2 separate regions of the Sus scrofa genome follow, and region 2 is linked to region 1. Evidence: chromatin contacts called from public Hi-C data. All regions are on one chromosome and are shown on one strand. Each heading gives the region's core, a stretch centred on a gene start, on an enhancer-like site or on the middle of the called end of the contact. The rest is flanking DNA. Distances are from core to core; before and after follow the strand shown.

Region 1 (7,914 bases), core at 3,148-5,647:
GCTCCATTTGTTTTTTGTACGATGACTGGGCCTCCAGTCCCTTTGGGGGCACCTAGAGTTAAGAGCAGTGGGGTCTTGCAGAAGAGCCCGGCGCTGACTTCCACCCCATCTCTCCCTGCCCAGGAGGGAGATGACAAAATCGAGTACCGTGCCTGGAACCCCTTCCGTTCTAAGCTGGCGGCAGCGATCCTGGGCGGTGTAGACCAGATCCACATCAAGCCGGGGGCCAAGGTGCTCTACCTGGGGGCTGCCTCAGGCACCACCGTCTCCCACGTCTCTGACATCGTGGGCCCGGTGAGTAGGAAGAGCGGGGAGGGAGGGGACGGCCACCTCCTCTGCCAGCCTGACTTAGAGTGCCCGTGAGCAAAAGGAGCAGCTGGAGCCGCATGAGGCCTCATTCAGCCTCACTGCTGAGTTCTTGACCTGGAGGGAAGGGACTTGGGTGTCGGGGCGACCACTGTGAGAGGGGCCCAGAGCCGAGAGTATAGATAGCAGGCTGTCTGAGGTGGCTGCCCACCTTAAAAACTGATACCCCCGAGTTCCCATGTGGCTTGGCAGGTTCAAGAGCTCAACTAGTATCCAAGAGAAAGCAGTTCAATCCCTGGCCTCACTCAGTGGGTTAAGGATCCGGTGTGGCCACAAGCTCCCAGTGTAGGTGGCAGACGTGGCTTGGATCCCACACTGCTGTGGCTGTGGCGTAGGCCGGCGGCTGTAGCTCTGATTAGACCCCTAGCCTGGGACCCTCCATATGCTGCAGTGCAGCCCTAAAAAACAAAAAGGAAACAAACAAAAACTGATACCCCTCAAATCTGGTCTGATTTCTCTTGGAGGAACAGGAGGTGTCAGTTTCTGGGCCTGTGTTTCTTTTTTTTTTTTTTCTTAAGGCTGCACCCATGGCATATGGAGGTTCCCAGGCTAGGGTTCGAATTGGAGCTGCAGCTGCCGGCCTTCGCCACAGCCACAGCCACGCCAAACCCAAGCCGTCTCAGTGACCTACACCATAGCTCATGGCAACGCTGGGTCCTTTAACCCCTGAGCAAGGCCAGGGGTTCGAACCCACGTCCTCATGGATACTAGTCAGATTCTTAACCCGATGAGCCACAGCAGGAACTGCCAGGACCTGTGTTTCTGGGCTGTGGACGGCTCCCTGTTGAGAGGGCGCCTATGCATCTCGCTTCAGGACCTCTCACTCAGCTCTACCGCTGTAGGCTGTGGTTAAAAACCCCCGGCTCCACTGCGGGCTTTTGACGGTGAAGTGGCTTTCAGCTAGTTACTTACCCTCTTGCGCCTCAGTTTGCCCCTCTGGAAAATAGAGTCATTGTGAAAATAAGTGAGTTAATTCCTATTATGTGCCTAAAGCAGTGCCTGGCCCATTAAATATTCTTAGCTATTACGACGTCCTGGTTTTAAGCCTACATTGGAGGCCTGGGCCCTCAGATCTGACCAAGTCGGATTGAATAACCCTTAGCCCATGATTTCACATCTTCTAGACCTCAGTGTGTTCATCTGTAAAGTGATAATAAATCATTAAATGATAGGGATTTGAAGAGATGTGTACAATATGTGACCCCCAAATAGGCACTCCAGCCGTGAGAACTTAGTATCGTTATTTTTGTTTGCTTTTGCTTTGTTTTAGGACGGTCTGGTCTATGCAGTTGAGTTCTCCCACCGTTCCGGCCGTGACCTCATTAACCTGGCCAAGAAGAGGACCAACATCATTCCCGTCATCGAAGATGCTCGGCACCCGCACAAATACCGCATGCTCATCGGTGAGGGGCCCAGGGCTTGGCCCTGGTGGGGGTAGGACAGGTCGCTCCAGGTTTCCTGGATGCGGCCTCCAGAGCCCTGATTTGGATGGAATTGGAGTGGATGCACAGGCCTCTCGAGTCTACAGGAATGGAAAGGGTGGAGAGAGCCCGGTGAGGCTGTGGAGGTGGCCGTCCCACTTCATGTGTCTGGTACCCTCGGAGGGCCCTCCCCCCCAGGAACCCTCCCCCGTCCTTCCTGCCTCCCTCCAAAACACGGTACCTTTCACACTGCCCCCGGCTTGTGTGTAACCTCCTCCTTCAGAGGTCCTCACCCTCCTCTGGGGAGATCATACCCCAGAAAGCACAACTGAGCGTGGCCTGGCCCAGAGGAGCCCGCTGTGAATGTCAATGACCTTGGTTTTTAAAAAAAAAAAAAAAAAAAAAAAAAAAATGCAAAAATTCAGAAGCATAGTGTAAAAATGGAGTGCCTTATAAACCACCCCCAGAGGTAACCGATATGAACATTTGATGTCTGCTTTTCCTGGTTTTTGAAAGTCAGTTTTCATTGCACCATCTTTTCCATTTTTTTTTTTTTTTTTTTTTTTTTTTGACCCACACTGCCTTAAAAATACTGCTTGCATCATCCCCCTGGTTTTTCTTTCTGTGAGTTTTTCCCCGGTGCCTTCATGCCATACCCCTTAGCCTGTGGCTTGTTTTTGTGTGACAGTCCTGCAGACTCTCTTGCCTGTACGTGCTCACCTTTACTTGCCTTTTTGATGACGTGTCTGTCTCCCCCCCAGACCCGGGAGCGTCTCGAGGGCAGGGTCCGGGTCTGACTCGTCTCTCTGTCCCCCACGCCCAGCCCGGGGCTGGCCACAGAGTAGGTGGCAACATGGTTTATAAGAGGAATGAGTGAACGGTGTGATTGAGGGTTTTTTTGGCCCATCTTGGGGGCACTGTGGAGGGAGGGGGATCAATGGGGGGAAGTGAGACTGGAAGCAGGGAGGACTCTGCCCGGAACCTGCTGGTGATGGGGCACAGGCCCCGGGGAGGAGCTGGGACGATCCTGTGGATCCAGCTTGTAAGTGTTACTTCTTTCTCCTAGCGATGGTGGATGTGATCTTTGCTGACGTGGCCCAGCCAGACCAGACTCGGATTGTAGCCCTGAATGCTCACACCTTCCTACGCAATGGAGGACACTTTGTGATCTCCATTAAGGTGCGGGGCATAGAGGAGTCTAAGATGGGGTGGCAGTATCTTCTCTCTATACCTGCCATGTAGCCAGTTAAAACTCGGGCGGGGGCGGGGGGGGGCTTCCCTCCGTCCTAATCCAGTCAGTGTGTTCCCTACCCAGCTCCCTATAAACCACCCAATCAAATAGCAAGTAATGAAAAATGTCTGCAAAACTAAAAACCTTAGGATTTAAAGAGGCAGTAGACCGTCGTGGTTCAGTGCGTGATCCCCACGTATGAGTTTGAATCCCAGTGTGTGTCTTTGAGCAGGTGACCTATATATTATGCCTGTTGCTTCACTTGTGAAATAGCAATGTTAGTCCTAACTCTTTTAGGGTTGATGTAAGGACTAAATTTCTCAATATATGTATGGAGTGTTTAGCCAAGAACCTGGTATAAATACCAGATAAATGCTAGGTACATTTTTAAAAACGTTTTATTTTGAAATACAGAGACCTCTCCAGTGTACTTTCAACCAGATTGAGCCTTTCCTAACCACTTGCTGCATTTGTTTTAGTAATCTCAGCTGCATTATTGCGATTGTTAAAGAGGAAATGGGGGCGGGGAGGGGGGGAAACCAGAGTGGAAATTTTAAACACTTGCCTTTAGATAAATAGAGCTCTGCTGAAGCCTTCCTGTTTCAAACCCAAACTACTTAAAAACTTACCTAACAAAGTCTTTCCCTACATTTCCAAAGCCTATTTTCCAACTTAAAAATTCTACTGGTTTGAAAGAGCACAACAAAGGGAAAACAGCCCCAAACCCTTGCTGCAGACTTCAGACCCTTTTTCTTCTTCAGGCCAACTGCATTGACTCCACAGCCTCTGCTGAGGCCGTGTTTGCCTCTGAAGTGAAAAAGATGCAGCAGGAGAACATGAAGCCCCAGGAGCAGCTGACCCTAGAGCCGTACGAAAGAGACCACGCTGTGGTCGTGGGTGTGTACAGGTAAGCAGGGGGCCCAGTAATCCACCAGAGCCGGGAGTCTCAATACTAGTTAGGAGTACCCCAAAGTGCTTGTAAGTTCTGAGTCCCCGCATCTGTTTCCTCTCACAGACCACCCCCCAAGGTGAAGAACTGAAGCCCAGTGCCATCTGGATCGCGAGAGACTGTGTTGCTACTGTTACACGCGTGTTTTTCTATTAAAAGACTTATGCGTCCTTCTTGTTTGCCGCTGATTGCTTGGCGACCGCTCTTAACGGGGCGCATGCGCCCTTGGTCTACTTGCGTGGTGGGGGCGGGCACTCTCCCGGTGGCACCGCGCGTGCTCGTTTCTTAGCGGGCTCTTACGCAGCCGTAACTTGGATTTCGGCGCTTGGGCGGGGTTCATAGCTTGCTGTGCTGGGAGACCAGTAAGCGCCTCCGAGCGCAGGCGCAGAGTGTTGCCCTGGGTCACGTGAGGAGAAACAGCTTGGGGGGGTGGGGGCGGAGTCCAGGGCGGGGGGGCCGGTTTGTTGTGGTCGCCATTTTGCTGGTTGCATTACTGGGTAATCGGGGCCCTGGCTCGCCGCGTCCGCCGGATACTTTCAGCCAGTGGGCAGGTCTGAGCTCGGGCTTCCCGAGCAGTTTGAGTTCCCTTGCTCGCGGCCTCAGGTAACAACGCGGCTATGGACGGAGCGGCACGCGCTCGCGGGGAGGAGGGTAGTACGGGACCCGCCCTGCCTGCGTCGCCGCGAGACTTAGCACGAGGCCGAGGGAGGAGAGGAGGGGGACGGCAGGCAGGTGCAGGCCTTGCCTGGCTATTCATAGTTGGATTCCTGGAAGGGGCCGAGCCCGAGCGGAGAGAGCTGTCTCGGGAGGGAAGCTGGGAGGGGGTAGCGGGGCCCCGCTCCCGCCCTTTGTTTGGGCTCGGCTCCGCCGGCCGCATCGTCGTCGCCTAGCAACAGCTGTCCTGGACTGTGATTGGTTGAGCTCTTGGCAGTAGTGACCAATGGCACGGTTGTTGCCATGGTAGGTGTGGACTGCCAGGTTCGGTCCAGCCCCGCCCGCCGGGTTCCCCCTGGCCGGGGCGGGCCCCCAGGGTGGAGGGCGGGACGCCGGGGTCCCCGGGGGCAGGTGGCTGCGCTGGGCGGGGCCGGCGGGGCGAGGGTTAACCCGCCCCTCCCCCGTCCACCTGCTTTCCCCTTCCCCCGCTTGCCCCGGGCTGACCCTCGTCTCCTCCTCTCCCCGCCCCCAGCGGCGGCGGCTGCTGTTGTCACCCACCCGGCCGCCTGTCCCGCTTGCCCTCCCCGCCGCGGGGCTTGCCGGGCCGGCCGGGCCGGGACAGGCGGCCGTCTTCTCACCACCGCTACCGCCGCCATGCTGGCCGCTCGCCCACACCACTGGGGGCCCCACCGCGCCCCAGCCCCCCGTGGGCCCCGCGCCAGCCCTGACCCGGGTAGGGGGCGGAGGCTGGGAGAGGGTCCTGGTGTGGGAGGGCCCCTCTGGTGGGGAAGAGGTTTTGTGGGGGAGCTCCAAGAGAGAGGGATCGTGGAGTGCAAGGCTTGACATAGGAGAAAAGGAATGACATGGGAGAAGGCCCGTGACGAGAGGATTTTGGTGTGGCAGATATTGTGGAAGGGGAGAACTCTGTAATATTTGGGAAATTTGGCCGCGGGGGCCTTCTAGGAATGGGCACCGTTGTGGATTGACCCTGGTGTAGAGAAGTGACTGGAGAAAGAGCCCTGACAGAAATACTGGTTGGGGAGGTTGAGGGTAGGATCCATGTAGGAGAGAGAAGGACGATCGGTGGGAAGAGACGCCTCCCCCTTGTTTCCATCCGAAGGAGTGGGGCCTTGATTGGGAGGGGGACCTTGGAATAATCTGGGAAGGGGGAGCCAGGCTGTGACATGGGGGAACCAAAATATGGTTTGACAAATTACATGAGGGGCAGTCCCCGATGGGAGAAAAGATAGGGAAGAAGTCTTGACAGATCTGGGGAGGGGCTCCTGGGAAGGGTGTGCCGGGTGAGAACGCCATAGGGGTAGGACTCTTAGGAAGAGGTCCTCAGATAACCTTGGTGTGGGCAGGAGGTCCCTGAGGACCCTGATCCCCAGGGCCTGCAGAGGATTCTGCTGTGGTTTGGAGGGGGCCCAGAAGACTCAAGTGGTTTGGGAGGATTCCGACTCCAGAGTTCTTTGGATTGGGGGACCTACTGGGAAGGGTAGATTTCGAGATGGAAGGACCTTGCTGGGACGAGATCCTGACATTCAGGGAAGGACTCCAGGAGGGCAGGATCATGTGTGAGGGGCCCTGGGGAGGGCGGTGAGCAGAAATGGGAAGGAGAGTGAACCCTACCGCTCTGCTGTCTGTGGTTTCTCTCTTCTCTTCCCCCCCCCCCCCAATTATTGGTGTCTTTCTGTCCTTTCCTGTCATGGCCCATATCCCTGCCTGGCTCCCAATCATTCCCTTTTCCACGTTCCTCTCTGCCGCCTTCTTCATTTACTTTGTAACCACTTGAGGGGACCCGCTCTGCCTCCCACCTCCACTTCTCTCTTCCCCTTTTTTTATTGCCACCTGTTGCTCTGTTGTATCCTTTTCTTCTTCCCTTTGTGCCCTGCCTTCTTCTTCATGTCCCCCTCTCTCCTTCCTGGCACTGTCCCACACATCCCCTTGTTCCATGTTGTTCCCCTGCCTCCCGCCCGCTCTCAGGTCTCAGCGGCGGTGGCAGCCGAGGTGCAGGATGCGAGAAGGCGCCCCCCGGCCGGGCTCCCGCTCCAGGCCTCGCTCCCCTGCGGCCCTCTGAGCCCACCATGGCCGTCCCACCGGGCCATGGTCCCTTCTCTGGCTTCCCGGGGCCCCAGGAGCACACGCAGGTACGCGTTCACCTGGCTCCTCACCTGCCTGGGGTCGGGGGAGGCTGGGATAGGAGTCTTGGAGCCAAAAAGATGGTACGCTGTCTAGGACAATCTCTGGGGTCCATGAAGGGTGCCAAGGGAGTGGAAGATATAGAGGAGTTGCTGGCAGTCGAGGTTTGGAGAGCCTGAGTTCAAATCCTGGCCCGGGGGGTCGTGTTACTTAGGTAGGTTCTCCCTGCTTCAGTTTCCACTTCTGTCAAATGCAGCCTATAATTACACTTGCCTCCCACGGTTATTGTGTGGCTTGAACACGTTAATGAAATGCAGTTGGAAATGCTCTGAACAGTATCTGGCACATAGTAAATACTCAATAAATGTTCACCAAAGGGAAAAAAAGTCCAGAGAGGAAGATCTAGAGGGGGTAAAAGAGGAGGAGGGTTGAGCCTAAAGGGTCTTGGAGTCAGCAGGGCCTGGGGATGCAGGTCGGGAGCTTCAGGGGTAGAGACTGTTAGGTTTTGAACCGTAGAATCTGAAGCGGGTTGGAGCGGGAGGTCCAGGGTGCTGGATCCAGATCCAAGACCCTTAGGATGAAAAACTGGGCAGAGCTGCACAGGGTGGAGGGTGAGGGTTGGGATGGCCCCAGGGAATGAGGGTAAAGCAAGATAGGGGCCCTCAAGGGGGAATGCCCAGAAGGGGTGGTTCCAGGTGAAGGACTGGGCGGGCAGAGCCCCAGGTTTCTCTCAGATCTCCCCCACGGAGGTTTAGGAAAGAGCGAAAGGGATGGGATGAAAGGTCCGGGGTAAACCGTTCACTCCGTCCCTCTCTGAGCAAATTTCTAATGAACATCTGTGTGCCAGGCCCTGTTCCAGACACGGGACATAAAGCAAGAAGGAGATCAAGTCTCTGTCCTTGGGGAGTTTCCATTCTAGCGGGGTGGTCAGACCATGACCACATGGTCCTGCCTGTGGTCACGAGGAACCAGCTGCCCAGATAGGGCTCCCGCTTGAGGTCGGAGGGGAAGGCCTGGCCTCAGTGCCCACCTGGCCCCCCGCCCTCCCCCCAGGTACTGCCTGATGTGCGGCTGCTGCCGCGGAGGTTGCCCCTGGCCTTCCGAGACGCGACCTCGGCCCCGCTGCGCAAGCTCTCCGTGGACCTCATCAA
Region 2 (7,914 bases), core at 2,547-5,046, 390 kb before region 1:
CAACTGAGGCTGAGAGAGGCCCGTTCCTGCCTTGTCAGAGAACGGAAGAGAAAAGTGGAAAGGCTGGCCCTTCAGAGGGAAGCGGGTCCCTGAGGGCAGAGTCCACAGTTCCCCAATCTGCCCTCCCCCGCTGTCCGCGGTGGGGGATGGGCCCCGGCCACCTCGGTCCCTCCCACCTGCCCACCCTCCGTGGAGGGGGGGGCTCCCCGGGGAGCCCGGCCGGCGCGGGGCGGGGCGCTCCCCCGGCCCCTCCCTCCCCAGCTGGCGGAGGCTCCTCCCCCGGCCTGCCCGGCCCTTGGCTTCGCTTCTGGTTTCATTTCCCAAGGCCCGTGCGCTCGCCTTCTCCCTTCCCCCAGCCCTTTGAATTCCTGGCTCCTTCTCCACTTTCTGGTCTCAGCTTCAATGTCACCTCCTCAGGGAGGCTCTCCCGGACCACCTCGGCTACAGGGCACCTGTCCTCCGGACTATGATCACGTCTTATTAATTTCCTTCAAGTCACTGAACAGAAGCAGAAATTATCCGCATTTGTTCATCTTCCTGGGTCTTCTCATGCCACTCAGAATGAGAATAAAGGCCCATAGAATCTCTAAAGGGCTGAAAACTTCTTGACCTCCTACCTCCCTCCGGTCTAAGACAGCTAGCACCTCCCACCTCAGGGCCTTTGCACTGGTCCTTCCTTCTGGCTGGAACACTCTTCTTCCAGAGTTTTACTGTCTCTCTCGTTTCATCAGGTTTCTGCCAATGTCACCTCTTCAGAGAGCCCTCCACTACCATCAGCTCCCTGTCGCAACTGCACTCGCTTTCACTATTCTCCTGCTCAGCCTTTCACTTGTCACCTTCTAAGACATCAATAATTGCTTTATTACGTTTATCGTCCACCTACTCACAACCAGGGATTTTTTTCTTTTCTTTTCTTTTCTTTCTTTTTTCTTTTTTTTTTTTATGCTGCAGGGGCATGCAGAAGTTCTTGGGCCAGTGATGGAATCCGCACCACAGCAGTGACAAAACCAGGTCCTTAACTCTCTAGGCCACCAGGGAACTCCAAGAGTTATTGTTTATAATCCTACTGCCATAACTTCAGTGCCTAGAACACTGCCTAACACAGAAAATGCTCAATTAATTCTTTTCCATATTTCCTTTTTTTTTTTGTCTTTTGTCCTTTTAGGGCCGCAACACAGCATATGGAGATGCCCAGGCTAGGGGTCGAATCAGAGCTGTAGCCACTGGCCTACGCCAGAGCGACAGCAACACAGGATCCAAGCTGTGTCTGTGACCTACACCACAGTTCATGGCAACGCAGGATCCTTAACCCACTGAGCGAGGCCAGGGATTGAACCCCCCTCCTCATGGTTCCCAGTCAGATTCATTTCCACTGCGCCACGACGGGAACTCCTCCATATTTCTTTTCTTTCCACGCTGTCCCTTTATCCATGAGAAGAGAAACTCTGTGAGGTATAGCCAGTGATGTACCCTCATTGTTTACAACTGTACCTCAACACAGTAGGTGTTCAATACACATTAGTCAAACTCCTCAGACTCCTAGGAGCTCTTCTTCCCTGTATGACCTGGAAAGAGCCACCTGGAGACTCCTTTTTTACCAGGCCCAAAAAATAGGTTGTGAGAGAAATTATGTGAATTTGCCTAGCAGGGATCTTGTTGTAATTAGCATTTCACCTTTTTATTAGTAAAAATTTCGAGTACATAGAAGAGATGGGGAAAAAACCGCATGTATTCTGTGCACCTGAATATTCTCCCATCTAGATTTAACATTTTGTCTCCTTTATCTTCATTTGTGTATCTGTATACGTACTTTTTTTTTTCTGAACCAAAGGAGAGTAAATTGGAGACATTCTACCCCTAATATAGTAGTTCAGCAGGCATCTCTTTTTTTTTTTTTTTTTTTTTTTGTCTTTTTGCCATTTCTTGGGCTGCTCCCACGGCATATGGAGGTTCCCAGGCTAGGGGTCGAATCGGAGCTGTAGCCACCGGCCTACGCCAGAGCCCCAGCAACGCGGGATCTAAGCCGCGTCTGCAACCTACACCACAGCTCACGGCAACGCCGGATCGTTAACCCACTGAGCAAGGGCAGGGACCAAACCCGCAACTTCCTGGTTCCTAGTCGGATTCGTTAACCACTGCGCCACGATGGGAACTCCAGGCATCTCTTTAGATTAAGGATGCTCACTTATTAATCCATTTCACATCTAAGAGAATTTAAAATTCCGCGATATCATCTAGTATCCAGTCTATGTTCAAATTTCCTCAATTTTCTCAAGAATATCTCTCATAGGAGTTTCTGCCCACCCCAGCCCCCAATCATGATTGAATGCAGATTCAGATGCCTATTTGGTTTTAATAAAGAAATTATATAGTCTCTGGTATTCTGAAATATCTACCTCCCCCAATCCCTTCTTGTGTTTTCTTGAAGTTGAATTTCTGATAGGATAACCCTGTGGTGCTGTAGGCAGCCTACATTGTGTATTTGCCTGATTGCCTTCGTGTTTAATTTTTCACTCTCTGTTCCCTAGAAATTGGAGTTGGATCTAGACACTTGAGATTGAGCATCCATTGATAATCGCTGTCTGAATCAACCAGTCTAGTTAGCATTTTTGATGGCTTACTTTGGTCAAGGGCTTTATTCACAAACAGTTCTTCCCATAGGGCCTGAAGAGTTAGCAAACGAGCTACTGAAGAAGGTAAGACCCATTGTCAGTTTAGCCAACAAGTATAAAACTGCTGTCTACCTTCATCCCATCCGGCGTGTCTCCCCTTGAACTGTGCTATTACCACAACAGCCATTACTACGAAAGGACACGTTGTCACACACCACTTCCAACGTTTTGCACCAATTGTTTTTTAATCCTTAAAACAACCCTCTGGAGTTCCCGTCGTGGCGCAGTGGTTAACGAATCCGACTAGGAACCATGAGGTTGCGGGTTCGATCCCTGCCCTTGCTCAGTGGGTTAACGATCCAGCGTTGCCGTGAGCTGTGGTGTAGGTTGCAGACGCGGCTCGGATCCTGCGTTGCTGTGGCTCTGGCGTAGGCCAGTGGCTACAGCTCCGATTCGACCCCTAGCCTGGGAACCTCCATATGCCCAAGAAATAGCAACAACAACAACAAAAGACAAAAAAAAAAAAAAAAAAAAAAAAAACAACCCTCTGAGCCAGATGCTATTTGTCTGATTTTAGAGGTGGGGAAACGGAGATGCTCCTAAGAAACTAAAACATTTGTGCAAAGTCACACAGCTACTTAGGGAAGGGAGCCCAAGAAGGGGCTCCAGGGACATCCCACCCCTCCCTTCCTAGTTCCTGTAACCACAATTGAGTACACCTGCCCAGCATCTGTAGCGTCTGATATAGTGCTTTTACAGAGACGACCTTATTTTAATTTTACTAACTCTCAAGAGCTAGGCAAGAAGATCTCCCATTTAACAGACTCAGAGATGTCAAGCGTCTTTCCAAGTTCTCGCATCGAGTGAGAATTTGAACCCCGGGTCTATCTGGCTTAGAGTGTAGACCCCTGTTGGGGCTGGGTGAGTAAGAAGTTCAACTGCTGGAATTGGCGGGGCCGGGGGTAGGTGTGAGGGGGCAGCACAAGGAGAGACACAAACGCCACCCTCTACCGTCCCACAGGGCAAAGAGCCACCCCACCTTCTCTCCCCGGTTCCTTCACGAAGCTGCCCGGACATGCGCCCTGAAGACCACTTCCCCTCCTTTCGAACCTGCCCCCTATAGGCCCCGCCCATCGCCATCTAGGACCAATCCCTGAGTGGAGGGCGGGGCCTCCAGGGGAGTGGGCGGTAGCTAAGAGGAGTGGAGAGCCTGAAGTCGTGCGCTGGAGTCAGAACTCCGTCTCTCAAGCCAGGCTCCGGTTGCTGGAGGAGAGTGAGCGAGCAATGCTGCCGCCACCGCTTCCTGATTGGCTGCGGGTGGCTCCCTCTTCGTCCTGATTGGCAGTTTGTGAGCTGGGTATGTAAATGAAGGGAAGAAACCAGGGGAAAGAAGGGGTACTGGCCGCGGGGTCCTTTGGCAGGTTCGATCCCTGCGTCCGGCAGGTGCGAACCAGGGCTGTCTGGAATCGAGACGCACGGGCCTCTAAGGGCCGTCCGCCCCGGCCGGGCCGGGTGAATCACGCCGCAGCCCGGGAAGGGGGCGGAGGCGCCGGCTCTCTGGCTCCGGCTGTGTGACTCACCCGCCCCCGCCGCCGCCGCTTCGGGAGGAGTCGCCTCCACTGCCTTCCGGAAGCGAGCGGAGGCCGAGAGAGCAGAACAGCTCTCTGGGTATTCCGGCTCGCACGGTCCCGGGCGGCTGGCAGGAACGTTCACGTCCCGCGCGGCAGCATAAAGGGTCCGGGGGGGTCTGAGGAGCCGGAGTCCCCGGAAGAAAGCCGTCCTGGGGCCGCTAGGGGGCGCCGGAACACGGGGGAGGAGTCGGGGGTGGGGGCTGAATTCCTGCGGTTCCGGACTCCCGGGTCGGCTGGGAAGGAAGAGAGGACCCAGTTTTGAGTAGTGTGAGCGGTCCGTCTTAAAGTCCTGCTAGGCAAGGATCCCAGTACCCACTGTACCCTGCAGGCTGCCCGATTTAAAAAATCAGGTTGGGCCAGGGCACCACCCCGGGCAAAGTGTGGGTTCTCAAACTTCTCTCGGTGACCCCTGTGCCTATCAGGATTGTCCGGCAAGCTCTGTCCATTCTGCCTCTCAAATAAATCCTGAATCGACCAACTTCCTTCCATGGCCACTACCGCCTTTTACTCCCAAGTCACCATCATCGCCCACCCCAAGCCTCCAATGGATCGCAGTGCCACACTCTTCCAGCCTCCCTCCCTGTCCCTGCTCCCCAAAGCAGCCTAGGGGATCTTCTGGAAACCTAATCAGTCCACAACGCGACTCTCTTCCCTGCTCAGAACTCTTCAGTGACTGCCCACCACACTCACAATAAACTCCAAGCTCCTTGCCTCTGCCTCCTCTCCAACTCGCTCTTCTCCCTCCCTGCCCCCATGTCGCCCTGTGTACTGACCTCAGAGTTTTTTTTCAGTTCAAGCTGTTCCAGCCTCTAAGACTTTCTTTGCCTTTGCGGTTGTCCTTTATTCCCGGAATGCCTTCCCCCAGGTTCTTCCATGGCTACTTCCTTCTCATACTTAAGGGCTCATTTCAAATGTCACCTCAACATGCCACAGGCCCAGCCAACAAACAAACAAAGATTGTCAAAGTCACCTCGGAGGGGGAGCCTTCCCTGACTATGCTCAGATCCTTTTGGTATCTTCCTAGCACCTTCTAACACTTCCTGTATTTGTTTATGTATTGGTTGTCTGATACTATTAGTAGGCACCCCAATAAATATTAGATTAAAGCACGTGAAACAGCTGCCTCGCAGGTTAAAAGAAAGTTTAGACTATTGGACATTTTACATGTTTCACTGAAGAAATAAATAATAGTTATATTAATAGTATTATTTATGGGAGTTATTGTATACGTATTCACTGTTGTAAGTTCTTTTCGTATCTCACTTATTCCTTAAAACACCTCTAGGGGAGTTTCTGTCATGGCTCAGGGGTAACAAACCCAACTCTTATCCATGAGGATGAGGGTTCCCTCCTGGGCCTCGCTCAGTGGGTAAGGATCCAGGGTTGCTGTGACCTGTGGTGTAGGTCACAAATGAGGCTCGGATCCCGCATTGCTGTGGATGTGGCCAGCAGCTACAGCTCCAATTCAATACCTACCCTGGGAACTCCCATATAATGCTGGTGTGGCCCTAAAAAGACCAAAACCAAACAAACAAAACCTCTTGGAAATAGATACAAATATCATTCATATTCTAAAGTTTCCCTAAGAAAGGCTAAGGTCAGAGAGGTTAAGTGATTTGCCCAAGATCACACAGCAGTTGTCAGAACTTCACGTTGGCTTTCCATAACTGACTGACTGTCCTTCCTTGCAGATGATGCTGAGCAAGGGCCTGAAGCGAAAGCGGGAGGAGGAGGAGGAGGAGGAGAAGGAAGCCCTGGCAGTTGACGCCTGGTGGCTGGATTCTGGCCACCCAGCAGTGGCACAGGCACCCCAGTCGGTGGCCTCCAGTTCCCTCTTCGACCTTTCGGTGCTCAAGCTCCATCACAGCCTGCGGCAGAGTGAGCCGGACCTGCGGCACCTGGTGCTGGTTGTGAACACGCTACGGCGAATCCAGGCGTCCATGGCACCCGCGGCTGCTCTGCCACCTGTGCCCACCCCGCCTACATCCCCTGGTGTGGTGGACAACCTGCTGACCAGCTCGGACGCCGCCCTCTCGGCCTCCATGGCCAGCCTCCTGGAGGACCTCAGCCATATTGAGGGCCTGAGTCAGGCCCCCCAGCCCCTGGTAGATGAGGGGCCACCAGGCCGCCCCACTGGGGGAGCCCCACCCAGCCTGGGTGCCTTGGACCTACTGGGCCCGGCCACTGGCTGTCTGCTGGACGATGGGCTTGAGGGCCTGTTTGAGGACATTGACACCTCCATGTATGACAGTGAACTTTGGGCACCAGCCTCTGAGGGCCACAAATCCAGCCCGGAGGGTGGGCCAGGCAAGGAGGAAGCTCCAGAGCTGGACGAGGCCGAGCTGGACTACCTCATGGACGTGCTGGTAGGCACACAGGCACTGGAGCGGCCACCAGGGCCGGGGCGCTGACCCCCAGGGATGGAGTGGTGAGCTGGTGTCGAAACTGAGCCTGGTGGCTGGACCAACTCTCCTTAAAGACACAGCCGGCTTCCCTAGAGAGGGACTTTGGAGAGAAGGAATCCTGTCCTGGGCAAGTTTACCTCCACCCTCCATCCCCTTCACTTATGGCCGATGGGGGGAGTCTGGGATGGGCTCCTGTGATGAAATGCCAGGACCTGGTGGCTGGAATGTGATTGGACCAGGCCCAGTGTTGAATTCCCAGAGGTCAAAGCCTAGTATCCCTTTTCACTGATGTGGGAAGAGACCCCAACCAGTTCTGTGAAATTAAAGCCGGTCCTGGGAAGTCTCAAATCTGTGTACTGCTTTGTTTCTGGGCTAAGGCGAGGGTAAGATAATAACCTATAACATGGATCAAGCGTGGACTGCACACCCAACCCCAGCACCGTTCTAAGCCCTTGATGTGTGTTAACTCATTTAATCCTCATAACCAGAGGGGCATTATTATTATCCCCATTACACAGCTGGGAAAATTGAGGCTCCAAGAGGTCCTCTCTTGAAGAGCTAGGTTTCAAACTGTACTGCTTTTTGGTCTGAGAAGTAGACCAGTTGGGTCTGGTAACTGGTCCCCTTAGAAGACTCCTGGAATATACTCAGCCAGGTCTCCCTGATGTGCCTGTGTGTGTACGTAACAGAGGTGGCGGCAGCAGGGGAGAAGCCCCAGGCCACTGATTAAAAATGAAATCTGGTCCTTGTCTGGAATCTACTTCTGTGTCTTGGGGCCTGGGGGTGGGAGCAGAAGGGACCTTTCAGAATGAGCCAGAAATTCAAGCACAAACGCTGGAGGCTGGATGGAGTCTCTGAGGGCCAGCTCTCCAGGAAAATGGTGAAAAAACCAAGAAGACCAGCGACTTTTGAACCAAATCCACTCCCAGGTCTCCAGTCTCTCTTTGGGCAGGGGATAAGGGAGCCTGGAAGCTGATTCCGCAATAAAGCCACCGGAGGTTGGTGCTGACTTTATTTCGGAACGGCAGGCGAACCTGCTTTCCTTCCAGAAGAAGCGCAGGCCCCGGCGAGCGGGGGCCACCTGCCTGACAGCCTGTGCGGCAGGGCTGGCCTGAGCGCCGGCTGTCTGCGCCGCCCCCGCCGTCCAGCCGCATTCCTGGCCCGGCTGGGAGGGGCCGCACACTCAGAGGCCTGGCACGGGACCCAGGCGGCGTCCTTCCTGGCGGCCGTGGGGGCAGGGCAGCGCCCCGGGTACGGGTCGGGGGA

The links. Hi-C and Micro-C count contacts between places; a contact is called where the count stands out from the background.
Region 2: a Hi-C map of heart right ventricle shows a contact between it and region 1, with 2.4 times the contacts expected there. The contact joins the promoter of SERTAD1 here to the promoter of DYRK1B in region 1. A contact is called at or near these places in 1 of 5 promoter capture datasets (liver) and 1 of 47 Hi-C or Micro-C datasets (heart right ventricle).

The regions. Positions count from the first base shown.
Region 1 is chr6:48,311,006-48,318,919 of Sscrofa11.1, reverse strand. DYRK1B (dual specificity tyrosine-phosphorylation-regulated kinase 1B) reads left to right here and starts at 4,397. Exons shown (of 12, transcript XM_021094374.1): 1 at 4,397-4,570; 2 at 6,608-6,771; 3 at 7,817-7,914. The coding sequence starts at 6,709. It overlaps FBL (rRNA 2'-O-methyltransferase fibrillarin), which reads left to right. Exons shown (of 9, transcript XM_003355924.5): 5 at 124-294; 6 at 1,637-1,769; 7 at 2,854-2,966; 8 at 3,780-3,925; 9 at 4,034-4,138. The coding sequence ends at 4,058.
Region 2 is chr6:48,698,330-48,706,243 of Sscrofa11.1, reverse strand. SERTAD1 (SERTA domain-containing protein 1) reads left to right here and starts at 3,796. Exons shown (of 2, transcript XM_003355914.3): 1 at 3,796-3,969; 2 at 5,935-7,363. The coding sequence starts at 5,935. The coding sequence ends at 6,654.